Linked DNA regions of Mus musculus: region 2 is linked to region 1. A link is a contact called in public promoter capture Hi-C data. All regions are on one chromosome and are shown on one strand. Each heading gives the region's core, a stretch centred on a gene start, on an enhancer-like site or on the middle of the called end of the contact. The rest is flanking DNA. Distances are from core to core; before and after follow the strand shown. Region 1 overlaps Cdc14a (CDC14 cell division cycle 14A). Region 2 holds the start of Frrs1 (ferric-chelate reductase 1).

Region 1 (6,302 bases), core at 2,849-5,348:
TCTATCCCATCACACAGACTATCAAAGAGAAGGTCATGAAACACAGAGCCGTGGTGGGCGTGCCATCAGCGTGTGCTCGATGAGTAATTGAAGAAAGGGTCACTTTGGTGACAATCTGTGGCCCAGGCACTCCTTGTCATAATGCGTCTTGCTGTTTGCACGGCTCCAGGGAGCCTGGTCATTTGGTGAACCGTGAAAGAGCCAGCGTTTCAGGCAACAAAGCCTTAGTCCAGGGATGGGCTCGCAGATTTCAAAGCAAAATTGTGTTGCTGACTGCAATTGTGAGACTCACTGGGAATGATTTGGGATATTCAGGATGGATCTTTTCATAGGAACCTTCCCACTTTATTGAAAATAGATTTCTTCTTTACCCCTCACATAACATATGTTGATCATCCCCGGGTTCTCCTCCCATCTGGACCCGCCCCCTTCCTTTGAAGGGATAATAATAGAATAATATAAAATGAGATGACATATAATAAGAGAAAAGAAAATCTAACACATAGGAATAGGGAAAAACCAAATAAACACAAGAAAAGGGGCCCAAGAAAAGGCACAAAGAGACGAGACACAGAGATCTGCTGGGTTGTGCAATCAGGAATCCTTAAAAACACTAAATTGGAAGCCATAATATATACTTAAAGGACCTGTAGGGTAAAAAGAAAGAAGATAGAATATGTCTAAATAAAATAGAATAGAATAAAATAAAAATAAAGAAAGAAAATGGGGTTGGGGGAGAGGAGAGAGAGCAAGGAACCTGTAGAGCCTCTGTTGGCCATCTGCTGATAGACATGACGCCTGCCCTTAAGGTTGTTTGCTTCCCCCATGAGACAGACTCCCTTGGAGAAAACTGAGTTTACATTTGCAAGTGGTTCTCAATGGGAGCTTGTTCTGGGTTAAGAATGGGAGCGTGTGTCCACTTCTTCCTTTAGCGTGGTGACCCAGTGGGGCAGAGCCGTCCAGGCCGTGTGCAAGCTGCCCCAGTCTCTGTGAGTTCGTATGTGCTTCAGTCCTTGTCTTCTTGGCCTTCTCGCTCTTTTCATTCTCTGGCTCTTAGACTCCTTCCACTGGAGTGCCCCGTTGTCTGTCAGTGGGTCTCTGTGTTTGTTCCCACATGCTGTAGGAGGAAGCCCTGCTGATGATCGCACCGATCTAGTAATACAGCAGGTCACCAGGAATCATTTTATGGCCTTTTTGTTGAACAGTGGTGTTTGGTTTTCTCCTAGGTCCCTAGGCTATCTAATCCCAGGTCCTTAGTCACCCAACCAGTTTTGGGTTGGGCTCAGTCTTGTGGAGTAGCCCTTAAGGCAAACCAGATATTCGTTGGTGACTCCCACAAGATTTGGGCCAGCATTGCTCTAACATATCTTGCCAACAGGACACCACTATAGAGCAGTGGGCTTGTGGGTAGGTCCGTGTTTACATTTCTCCTTTGGTAGCATGCGGAGTCCCTTCACTAGCACATAGGGGTGGGAGGTCTAGGCAGGTGCCAGCTGTACTTTTCCGTGCTCAGTGACTTGTGTAGCTGTTGTCTCTAGCAATGGGGCTTGGGCATCAGTTTGTGGAGAACGACTTACAGTCTTGGCCACAGTGTGGGTTGTTTGGGCGTTTTGGCCAACAACTCAACCAGATGTAACCCAATCCTGGTTTGGAAGTTTCATTTGGTGACAAGAAATGTGCAGTTGGGGCTCTGTCTCCCCATCATTTAGTGATCGCATCCAGATTGCCCTCAAATATGTATGGATTTTAGGAAGCTTTTCCTGTATTGGGTTTCCATACCACCCACCGAATGGCCCTTATTTTTAGCTGTATCTCCCCATGTCCCCCCTCCCTCTTTCCTTCCCCTCCCACTTGGTCCTCTGCTTCAGCCCCCCATCTCCCATCTGTGCATAACTATCTCTTGTATTTCCCTTTCCTAGGGAGATCTATCTGCCACCGTTCCCTTCCTCTAAATCTAACCTGCGTGGTCTATGGATTGTAGCTTGGTCATCACTGACTTAAGAGCTAATATTCACATATAAACAAAGACATGCCATATTTGCCTTCCTGAGTCTGGGTCACCTCACTCAGGATGATTTTTTTTTTCCTAGTTCAGTCCATTTGCCTGTGAATTTTATGATTTCATTTTTTAATGGCTGAGTAATACTCTATTGTGAAGATGGACCACCTTTTCTTTATCTGTCTGTCGAGGGACACCTGGGTGGTTTCCAGTTTCCAGCTGTTATGAACAGAGCAGCAATGACCACAGCTGAGTAAGTTCCCCTGTGGTAGGGTGGGGAGTTCTCTGGGTATATTCTCAGGAGTGGTACAGCTGGATTTTGAGGTATATCAGTTCTCATCTTCCTGAGGAACCACGGCACTGTGGCAGGACGCAGTTGCATCCACCATCAGTGGGTGAGGATGCCCTGATTCTACATCCTCGTCAGCATGAGCTGTCATTTGTTTTATTGATCTTACTCATAGACACTTCTTTGCTAAACTACACTTACTATATAGCATGGCTTAAGAATGCTAGGTACTTGGAAAGCCGAGGCAGGAGGATTGCCATGAATTCAAGGCTAGCTTGAGCTACAGAGACCCTGTCTCAAATAAAAACCAACCAACCAACCAACTAACCAACTGACCAACCAATCATCCAACCGACCAACCACACAAGCTTAATATCTGTGATATTAGTTTCTCCCACACTTTTTTGTTTGTGTGCAATGTGCCTGCATTCATTGTTTTGTATGTGTGGGGCACACATGTGTCTGTATGTATGGCGTGGATGTACACACATGTGCGTGTGGAGGCCTAAGGTTAATAAATTGTCTATCATCCGTCTACCTATTCATTAAGGAAGAGTGGGTCTCAGTCATATTCAGAGTTTATCAATATGGCCGGGCTTATTAGCCAGCCTGTTCTCGGAATTCCTTTGGAAGCTAGATTTACAAGCAGGCTGCCACACTCACCAGATTATGTGGCTTTCTGGGAATCTGATGCTGGTTCTTGTACTTGCATGGCGGGTACTCTAACTGCTGAGTCAGTCCCTTAAAGGAGGTTATGTGACCAGAATGCTACTTATAATGCTACAGAGGATGGGTCAGCAGGGTGTAACCACTTGCTTCTAGTCTAACGATTTCTTAAAGGTTTTGTCTGCTTTCACCTCCCATTCAGGAATCTAAAGAATGCCATGTATAAGCCAGGCGGTGGTGGCCCACGCCTTTAATCCCAGCACATGGGAGGCAGAGGCAGGCAGATTTCTGAGTTTGAGGCCAGACTGGTCTACAAAGTGAGTTCCAGGACAGCCAGGGCTATACAGAGAAACCCTGTCTCAAAAAAACAAAAAACAAAAAAACCAAAACCAAAAAAACAACAAAAAAAGAATGCCATGTATAATTAGTCATATGGATATTTTAAATATTCCACTAGGGACATTCAGAAATGATAGAAAGAAATGGTGAAGGTATTTTAAAAGATGTATTTCAATTAATTCATTATATCCCACATATTTCAACATATAGTTAAGACAGGGATTATTAATGGAGTAGTTTAGTTTACATTTAAAAAAAAAATCATGCCTTCAAAGTCCAGTGTGGCGTTTACACTCCAGCATACCTGAGTCTGGTCTGTTCATCCTGTAAGACACAGGAGCCATGGGTGGCCAGGGTAATGATTCCACAAAATAACAGGCTTGCCATGTACGGTCATGGTCCCCCAGAATGGCATGAAGCCTAAGTCAGTGCTCTATCCGCTCTGACTGCTCATGTGGGAGTACTTTCAAGATTGTCCAATTTAGGAGGTTTAGAGAAGGATGCCTCCGGAATTTGGATATTTCCATGTGACCAGCACATGGATTATTGACTTTAGGACTGAGAAATAGCATCAGACACAGGTCTTGAAAAACAAAAACAAAAACAAAAAAAACCCAAAAACCCAAAAACAAAACAAAACAAAACAAAACCAAAACACCTTCTAGAATATGGTTTCTCCAGTTCCCAAGTCAACCCGTCTGTCCTGTTGCTTAGACACACATTGCTCAGTCAGGATTCTACCAGTAATACTAGGCATATCCAGATCCAACCAACCAACCAATCCGCTCACCCACCCTAACAACTAACCAAAGTCACACGATCTGAAAGCGCCCCGTAGCAATCAGTGTCGAAACGTCTGTACTTTCCGACAGGGCTTGTAAGGTATTCCCAAAGAACCCGAGAACCAATACTACAACCACTCCTTTTGGAATCTAGCCAGGGATCAGTTCAGGAAAATAATATCGACCTTTTATCCTAGGGAGATATGTGAAAACAAGAGCCCTAGTGTTCAATTTACACCGTGATGGTATGTGCCTGTGTATATATGGGCAGCACGCCCTCTAGTGGTGAAGTGACTGCAAGACATCCTGCTTTGACGACCTTGGTGACGCTAGGTCCTCAATTTATAGCTCCCTCTGCTTTCCGCGAAGCGCGTTATTGCTTTATTTTGATGACTGGTCCATGAGCTGGTGACCTCACAGGAAAATGCAGAGCAGGGTCACCCACTAGCAGTACCTTGTTCTTGCTTGTGGCTGGGATTGATGGAGACGAAATGCAGAGAAAGGAGCTTGAGGGGTGATCTTTTGGGGGTCGGGAGGAGCGCTCATCTCTGTGGGTCACATTTATTACCTCGCTTAGTTTTTCAATTTCAAAAAGCTTCCTTAAGTAGCCTCCTGGGGATTCAGTAGAGTTCAAAGATCAACTTTAGAATGTAGCAACTACTTAGAAGGCTTCCTTTTAGCTACATGATGTCTGTCACCCCCCCCCCCCCCAGCTCCCAATAAGTAATAAGTCTAACCACTTTTGAGCGAATGCTGTCTGAGAAATAGCGCTGTCAGCAGGAGGGTATTTTTTTCAGATTGTCAATCTATTGTTGACTTGATTTTGTTTTCTCAAATGCTGGCTATCTGGGACACATCTTTGACCTTGGCAGGTGAGAGCCACACCCAGCTACATCTACCTGACCTCAGAGGAGAGGAGCTGCTGCTTTCGCAGGTGCAGGGGCACCGCACAGGGCTTCTTGTTTTTTACCTTGGTACTCAGAGAACAGGATCGTATTTGCTCAACACCTAGTAAACACAGTTCACACCCATCCATCGGCAGCTGGGGCCTCTGCTCGCCTCAGTTCCTGCCCAGGCAGCTCCATTCCGATCGCTCTGACTGGGAAACTTTGCTTTAAAAAAAAAAAAAATAATAATAATATAACGCTGGGACCAGGGAGATGGCTCAATCAGAAAAATGTTTGCCAAAGCAAGCATGAAGACCAGATTGTAGATTCCTTCAGCCTGTGCAAAAAAAGCTGTCATGGTGGCGAGCTGTCTGTAATCCTAGCACTTGGTGTGGAGGTGGGGGAGAGGGTTGGGATAGAGGCTTGGGCTGTTTGTGTGGTTCCCTGAGTCATTCTCAGCCCCATGTGGCTCACGCTGTGTTGCATTAGACACATCTGTGTCTTCCGTGTCCTCTCTGTGCTTGTGCGCAGAAACTGTCTTGCCTGCCCTTGCATGAATAAAGTAAGCCACTAGCAGAGTCTACTCAGCACAAGGAGTTAATCGGTGTGTAAGACGTGAAATATCTCACGGGTGAGCAGATGAGCATCAAATGCCGAGTGGTCTATTTTCAGTGGAAATTGACCAAAACTGTTTTTTTTTTTTTTTTTTAAATTTTGAGATTATAATTTAATTACAACATTTCTCATTTGCTTTCCCTCCCTTCCATATATCCCTCCTCATTCTCCTTCCAATTCATGGTCTCTTTAGTCATTGATCATTATTGGATGCATCTGTGTATATATATATCTGTGTGTATATATATATATATATATATATGTATGTATATGTGTGTGTATACACACACACACATTTCTAAATATAGTCTGCACAGTCCATATCATGCTACCTGTACGTATGTTCCCATACTGACCATTTTGCATTGGTGTGAAGAAGAGCCTCCCCTGGAGAAGAACACTTCTCCCATTCCAAGATTCTGTCGGTTGCCTCTAGTTCTCTGTGTAGACTTGAAGCCTCCTGGTGAATCCGTCCAGTTCGCTGTGCTCATTGACATTATACTTGTTCAGCTCATGCTTGGGCAGTCACGTTAGTGAGACCTTTCTGGTGGAGTTTCTGATATTGTTAGGAGACTTGATTTCACAGCTAACTCCCTAGGCTGAGACTTTTAATTAAAAACACGTTCTGATTTTGTAGTAACTCTCTGGGAACATATCCACGATGGGTTAGAATACTTTTTTAGAATATTTGTTTTTAAGAATACTTTCATTATCGGCTCATCCCT
Region 2 (6,621 bases), core at 951-3,450, 520 kb before region 1:
ATCTGGAGATCAGAAAAACTCATAAGAAATCTGTACCTCTGACTTCTTCTAAATAATCCAGCCATCAGGTAACACTAAGCCTATATTCCCACATGGCCAGTGCTGAAGAGGTGCCCTCCTGGGCCAGGCAGAGGGCCTCTGCTCCTCTAAAAGGGCCACACACATTATGTGTCCAGGCTCTATAAAGGAGATTCTCTGTCTCGCCCTACATTCAGGACCCACCCAGCATTTATGATAACTCTATTCCTTACTAAATTCTTCACAGGTTTGACAATTTATAATTTAGAAAAAAAAAATACTACAAGTATACATTATAAAATTATATAACGATTGAGACATACATTAAGTTGATGGCACACCTTTAGTCCTGTCACTTGGGAGGCAGAAACAGATGGGTCTCTGCAAGCTCAGGACACCCAGGGCTACATAGCAACACCTCTCAATAAATTAATCAAAGAAAGAAAGAAAGAAAGAAAGAAAGAAAGAAAGAAAGAAAGAAAGAAAGAAAGAGAGAGAAAGAGAAGGAGGGAGGGGAGGAGGGGAGGGGAAGAAGAAAGAGAGAGGGAAAGAAAGAAAGAAAGAAAGAAAGAAAGAAAGAAAGAAAGAAAGAAGAAAAGAAAAAAAGAAGTGCATTAAATTGCTCACACAAGAATTAGATTTGGCTCCTCTTTTCAAGCACTGTCATGTTTCCCTTTTTTTACTTTTGTTTTAAAACACCTACAATTTGCAATGTCCGTGTAAATGTCCTCAACCACTATCCTCTATGACCACGACATTAAACTGTACGGTATTTCTGTGTTTGAATTGGTCCTCTGTTTTTAAATTGCACTTGCCTCGGCATGCCGTAGAGGTCAGAGGACAGCTAGCAGAAGTCAGTTCTCTCCTTCCATCATGTACAACCTAAGGGTTGCACTCTGGTCATCAGGTTCTCTGAACATCTCCCCTACCTTGATCCATTTACCCATTATCACCTGTCAGGGACCACTGTTGTGACCCAGAGCAAATTATTTATTCTCACTCTCACTTAGGCTTCTTATTTTTGGAGGCAGTACCAGTTTAAAAAAAAAAAAAAAAAAAAAAAAAAAAACTACTTTGTAAGAATTAAATAAAACACCTAACCAGGCACACACTATTAATCATAGTAGTCAGAAGGCAGAGGCAAGCAGATCTCTGTAAGTTTGAGACCAACCTGTTCTATAGAGAAAGTTCCAGGACAGCTAAGGCTACTTAATGAGATCCTAAGCCAGGGCTCCGGATAAAATAGCCTTCTTTCCTTGGAATCTTGCCTAGTTGTACCAACCTGAAGTAAGTGTTCTTTTCTTAGAAATGTACTATTAGCTAATAGAAACTTGTATCACATTTTCCTCCACCATTGCAGACTTACATACCTGTAGCTGAACTGAAAGTTTAAAGTTTAGCTATGTTAGGAGAAATTCCAGAAAGCACATTTGTTAGTTGAAATTTTCCCTTTGACCTTAGACATTATGGAAAGAAAAAAGGAAAGGAAAGAAAAGCGAGGGAGAGGGAGAGGGAGAGGGAGAGGGAGAGGGAGAGGGAGAGGGAGAGAAGAGAAGAGAAGAGAAGAGAAGAGCGAGACGAGACGAGACGAGAAGAGGAGGAAGAGAAGAGAAAAGAGAAGAGAAGAGAAGAGAAGAGAAGAGAAGAGAAGAGAAGAGAAGAGAAGAGAAGAGAAGAGAAAAAAAGGAAAGGAAAGAAAAGAAAGGAGAAGAGAAGAGGCTGCTGGACATGCACAGACATAAGAACACACACACACACACACACACACACACACACACACACACACGAGTAACTCGCACATGGGCAAACTATGACATTAGGTTTCAATGCAAAAGTCAAGTTTCCGTTGTTCAATTTTTCTTATGGAGCACAAATTAAAGTCAATACTTTTCGGGCCCTCATGCTCGTCTGTCCTTACAACTACCCCATTTTGGGGATTAGGGCTCTTTAGTCAAAGTCACGAGGCATATTGGGAAACTAAATCGCTAGACAGATCAAGACAACCCTGCCGGCGAGCGCAGCCCTCCTCCAGCCTCCTGACTGCCAGACCACGCAAGGTGCCTGCTCTCGCCGCCGTCGCCCAGCTAGCTCTGATTTTTATAAGCTTTACCAAGAGTCTTGACACAGAAAACTAAACAGAACGGGCTCTTACCTTGAGCAGCAGAGGCAGCCTGAGCAACTTCCGGCTTGGCTCCGGCGGGTACCGCGGAGCTGCAACTAGGCGGAGCCAGCTTACTGGGAAACCGGCAGGGAAGGCTGGCGACCCAAGCTGCCCTACCTGGTTTCCGAGCCCGGGATGGGCTTTAGGACTGCACATGTGAAACTAGAAGGGTTCTGTTTCTAAAAAATAAAAACGCTCTGCGTGTTTTTAACTCACTAGCTACTGTTGCACTGAGCAAATTACACTTTCCTTGGTTTTCTCTACCAGCCTATTTGAATGCATACCTGTTGCCTGTGACTCAAAGACAAAGGCACCTGCTCCTCCTGCCTGAGCGAGGTAGCCATATTCAGCAAATAAGTAGGATACCCAGTTCCACTGCAATTTCAGTTAGCAGTGTGAGTACTGAAGTACGCAGTACCACAGGCATGCTGATGGCTTGGTTTGGTTTGCTTTTTAATGACTGGCTAAATATAGAATTGAAGTTCACCGTGAGAATTTACAGGACCACCTCCGCCCCCTTTGTTTTTGTTTTGAGACCGGGTTTCTCTGTGCAGCAGCCTTAGCTGTGCCTCTGCCGCCTTCTGGGTTAAATGGGTGGACCACCACTCCCAGCTTTAGTCCTTCTCCCCACCCCACCCTTTTTTTTTTTTTTTTTTTTTTTTTCTTAAATCTAGCAGCACTCCACATACTATTTAGTTACCTACAAAATTTTGTAAAGAAATCGTAGCGCACAGTTTTGTTTTGTTTTGTTTTTGGTGGGGGGGGTGTGAGACACTGTTTCTCTGTGTAGCCTTGGCTGTTCTAGAACTAGCTGTGTAGACCAGTCGGGTCTCAAACTCACAGGGATCCTCCTGCCTCTGCCTCCACATTGCCAGGATTAAAGGTCTGCACTACCACCACCCAAAGTGCACAAATTATAAAAGTTGAAAGGACTCTTTCGAGATTTCTTTTTGTAAAGTACAACTTGAAATGCGTGTGGCTGTGGCTTCCCATTGTCTCTTTTTAGTCTGTGCCTTGCATTATTTTGCAAAAGAACATGTTCAGTGCTAGGGAAAAAAATCTATATCTGAAAAATGTTAACCACGTCGTCCTAACTTGGGAGGACGTGTGGGTTGGGGGAAGGATCGTGAGGCAGGCTTTGACCTGTGGTTACCCATTGCGCAACACCAGTAAATTCTTTAGATCCATTTGAAAAGAAGAGATAGGAAAGAACACCCACCTCTGAACGGCCTAGGAAGAACTGTTAACATTTAACAAACGCCCCACCCTCAACCCCACCCGCCCCACCCCCGCAGCAGCCACCGCCCCAGAAAATTAAAAGGGGGGCTTTAAGTAATGAGAGCCCAAATCTTGTTTCCAACCTAAAGCAGCTTGGGGCATTAAAACTTTTCAACTAAGTCAACTGATTTTTTCAGCTCAAAACCACAGACTTGGGGTTCAACTAGGACCCCTATAAGCCATGGTTGGCCACCTATCCTCCATAATCCAATTTTAAAAGCCTAACTAAAAAAAGAAAAATAAAAGGAGAGATTTATTTCATGTGGTTGACTACCATGAGGAAGGAAGAAAAATGAAGTCTGGACACACACATACTACACACACGCACACACATACACTACACACACACACACACACACACACACACACACACGTGTCTGTCTTCTCAGTTTAAGGTTATTGTTCAAATAGAAGAAAATACACATAAACATAACTAAGCAAGCAGTCAGCTAGGGTGTGGTGTGACACACCACTGTCTCAGCTCCAGGTATCTCTTGCAAGGTCATCTGAAAAGTTCTGACAAATTCCTCCTCTGGAGGTCCCCAGAGCTTACAGCCGTTTCAGCTCCTTGCAGGATATTCCTGGAGAGAATTTCAATATCATGATCGCCGAAAAAAGAGGTATTAATATCTCCTTAGAATATATTCATTCATCCCAGCCTGAGAGACAGTTACTCCAAGATAGTGGTTTCGCTTTCTTTGACTGTAATTAGACTCTGCCTTGCTGACTTTGCCCACCAACAGTAAGCTAAAAAGTCTATGAAAGGAATAATACTTTGCATAACTTACCTCAGAGCACTCTTAGGAAGCTGTTGGGTGAAAGTGAGGCTAACCCTTTCAGAAGACACCCTTGCCAGACCTATCACTTCCTCCAAGTCCACAGCTTTATCCCTTCCTATCACCCACTGGCAGGCTCATCTCTACACCCTGTTATCAGTTGCCACAAAAGAGGCCAAGTTCATTTAAAACGCCCATTGGAGCCTGAAATCTAAGATGCTGGAGGCTACTCAATTGAAGCCACTCACAACCCTCTAAATCAACACTTCCTAATCCACCTTCAGGACCCTTCACAACACTTGACTTGTCTTGAGTCCCTTCCTTTGGCTATCAGACTACGGAGAGAGAGGAATCCAAGAAATTAGAGTTCTCCCAGGAAACTCCTCCACGGAGAAGAAAAGGCTGGAGAGGTAGGGACAGCCAGAGGAGGAACTTGTCCCCAGGAGAGATTTACAACTTGTCCTGACCTTGCAAGACAGGGTGGAAACCCGACTGTGACAAACAGGACCACGCCTTGGCTGAGCTACTTAGTTATGCATGTGTGTACATGCATAAGAAATATCAAATATTACCGGGCAGTGGTGGCGCTCGCCTTTAATCCCAGCACTTGGGAGGCAGAGGCAGGCAGATTTCTGAGTTCAAGACCAGCTTGGTCTACAGAGTGAGCTCCAGGAGAGCCAAGGCTAAACAGAGAAATCCTGTTTCGAAAAAAAATATATATATATATATATATATATATATATATATACATATATATAATATCTTTTTTAATCAAATACTATAAAATTTTGTTTAGGACAATGATAGAATCTTTTTATTTCTCCCACTTTGTAAGAGTTTTATGCGAATATTTTAATCCCCCTCAGCCAGGAAAATCTTGGCTTGCACAACTGTCCCCTGATCTGTGTAGCCCCTAGGAGAAGTGACCTTTTCCTCTTTGGAACAGTGAACCCCCTTCCCCTTTTGCCTTCATTTCCTGTGTGCCATTTTTTTTTTCCAGACTAGTCAACTGAATGAGATTGTGAGGTCAGGCCCCAGCCAATGAGGAAAATACACAGCCACCAGAAGATTTGGAATAAAAACCAAATGTACTTTTTGTCTAAGTATGTTCCTTCTTAAGATCAAACACACTCTAAGACATTTCGGTTGGAACGGTGGTCTGTTTCTTTGCAACCCTGAATTATTTATAAATTCGTCATGCCAGGACCCTGAAGATGCCGTTGGAGAACTCGCTGGATTTCATTTCTCCTTTTCTCAAAGTTGCCACATAGGGAATCTTTCTGCTCTTCACTATTAATTTGGCTCTTTTAATTGGCATATTGAGGATAAGTAGGCAAATCTGGCCTTGGGGGAGGCAGAACCTGTGACCCTAAATCTGGTAACAACCTCCGAGAGACAACTGCTCATTGGGCAACATCTGTCAGTATTTTTGTATAGGAAGTGGAAACAGGCCAGCAAACTGGCTTGGTTGGTAAAAGGTAGCTGCCACCTAACCTGCTGACCTGAGTTTAATGTAATTCAAGAACTTGGCTTGTAATACAGAGACAGAGAGAGAAAGAGACAGAGAGGGAGACCCACCAGGCAAGAATAAGATCCCTACCACAATTTAGAGTCAGATATAAAGTAAGTTTTAATTAAATACTGACCAGGAAGACACTGGTCAAGCCCCTACCAGATCATGGCTACAAAGCTACACTGGCCAGGAGCTTAAAAAGGCAATGTGCTTCCCACCTTTACCCAATGTGGACGAGTATGTCTTGACGTACTTCCTGCCTACATTCCTCCCTCCTTCGCGTGATCAAACACTTCCGTCGCAGTTGGATTAACCACACTTGCTTAGAGAAGTGAAAACCATTGCCTTGTTATCTCCTGTGCCTCCAGCATTTTAGGAACTATCTGTCCTTGGGCAAGAGGGGTTTCTAGGTTAGAGGCATTTTTGTTTTATGGATCTCTTAGGCACAGTAATTAAAACTTAAAACAAATGAAAATTAAAACTTAAGAGCTGAAAAAGGCTCTGTCAAAGTTAAATGCACTTCGAAATGTTTCATATCACAAGCTAACAACATTCCTTTGTTTGGCTGGTTAGTTGTTTGGGGGGGGGTTGTTTGTTTAACATGTTAAAAATATTTTATTGTTGCTTGTATGGCTTTTTCAAAAATAAAAATGTAGTGAAAGGAATATTGGCAAGGAACAAAAATTGCAACATTCTAGTTCACAGAACTAACACTGACTCTCAATTTCAGAGTCAGGCAAGCTTTGTTTATTAATCCCAGCAGAAGCAAGTGGATCTCTGTGAGTTCTAGGCTAGCCTGGTCTACATGGTGAGCTCCAGGATATCCAGAGCTACAAAGACCTCTTCTCAAAAACAAACAAACAAAAAACCCATTA

What was found. Promoter capture Hi-C pulls out the DNA fragments that hold promoters and counts their contacts.
Region 2: a promoter capture Hi-C map of embryonic stem cells shows a contact between it and region 1, with 2.7 times the contacts expected there. The contact joins the promoter of Frrs1 here to the enhancer-like site in region 1. A contact is called at or near these places in 2 of 39 promoter capture datasets (both in embryonic stem cells), 1 of 15 datasets of contacts at CTCF or cohesin (large pre-B cells), 11 of 484 Hi-C or Micro-C datasets (B cells, the MNK3 cell line, Th17 cells and 8 more), 5 of 115 datasets of contacts at active chromatin or transcription factors (bone marrow-derived macrophages, embryonic stem cells and fetal liver) and 1 of 9 other capture datasets (liver).

Annotation. Positions count from the first base shown.
Region 1 is chr3:116,339,252-116,345,553 of GRCm38.p6, reverse strand. All of the region lies in intron 7 of Cdc14a (CDC14 cell division cycle 14A), which reads left to right. Among named protein-coding and RNA genes, the nearest start is that of Cdc14a, 82 kb to the left of the region's middle. Within about 2 kb of position 4,098, at least 36 of the 459 cell types and tissues checked have an H3K27ac peak or open chromatin away from gene starts, as enhancers often do. A contact at or near this core is called in differentiating embryonic stem cells and embryonic stem cells, where this site is marked.
Region 2 is chr3:116,857,259-116,863,879 of GRCm38.p6, reverse strand. Frrs1 (ferric-chelate reductase 1) reads right to left here and starts at 2,200. Exons shown (of 17, transcript NM_009146.3): 1 at 2,171-2,200.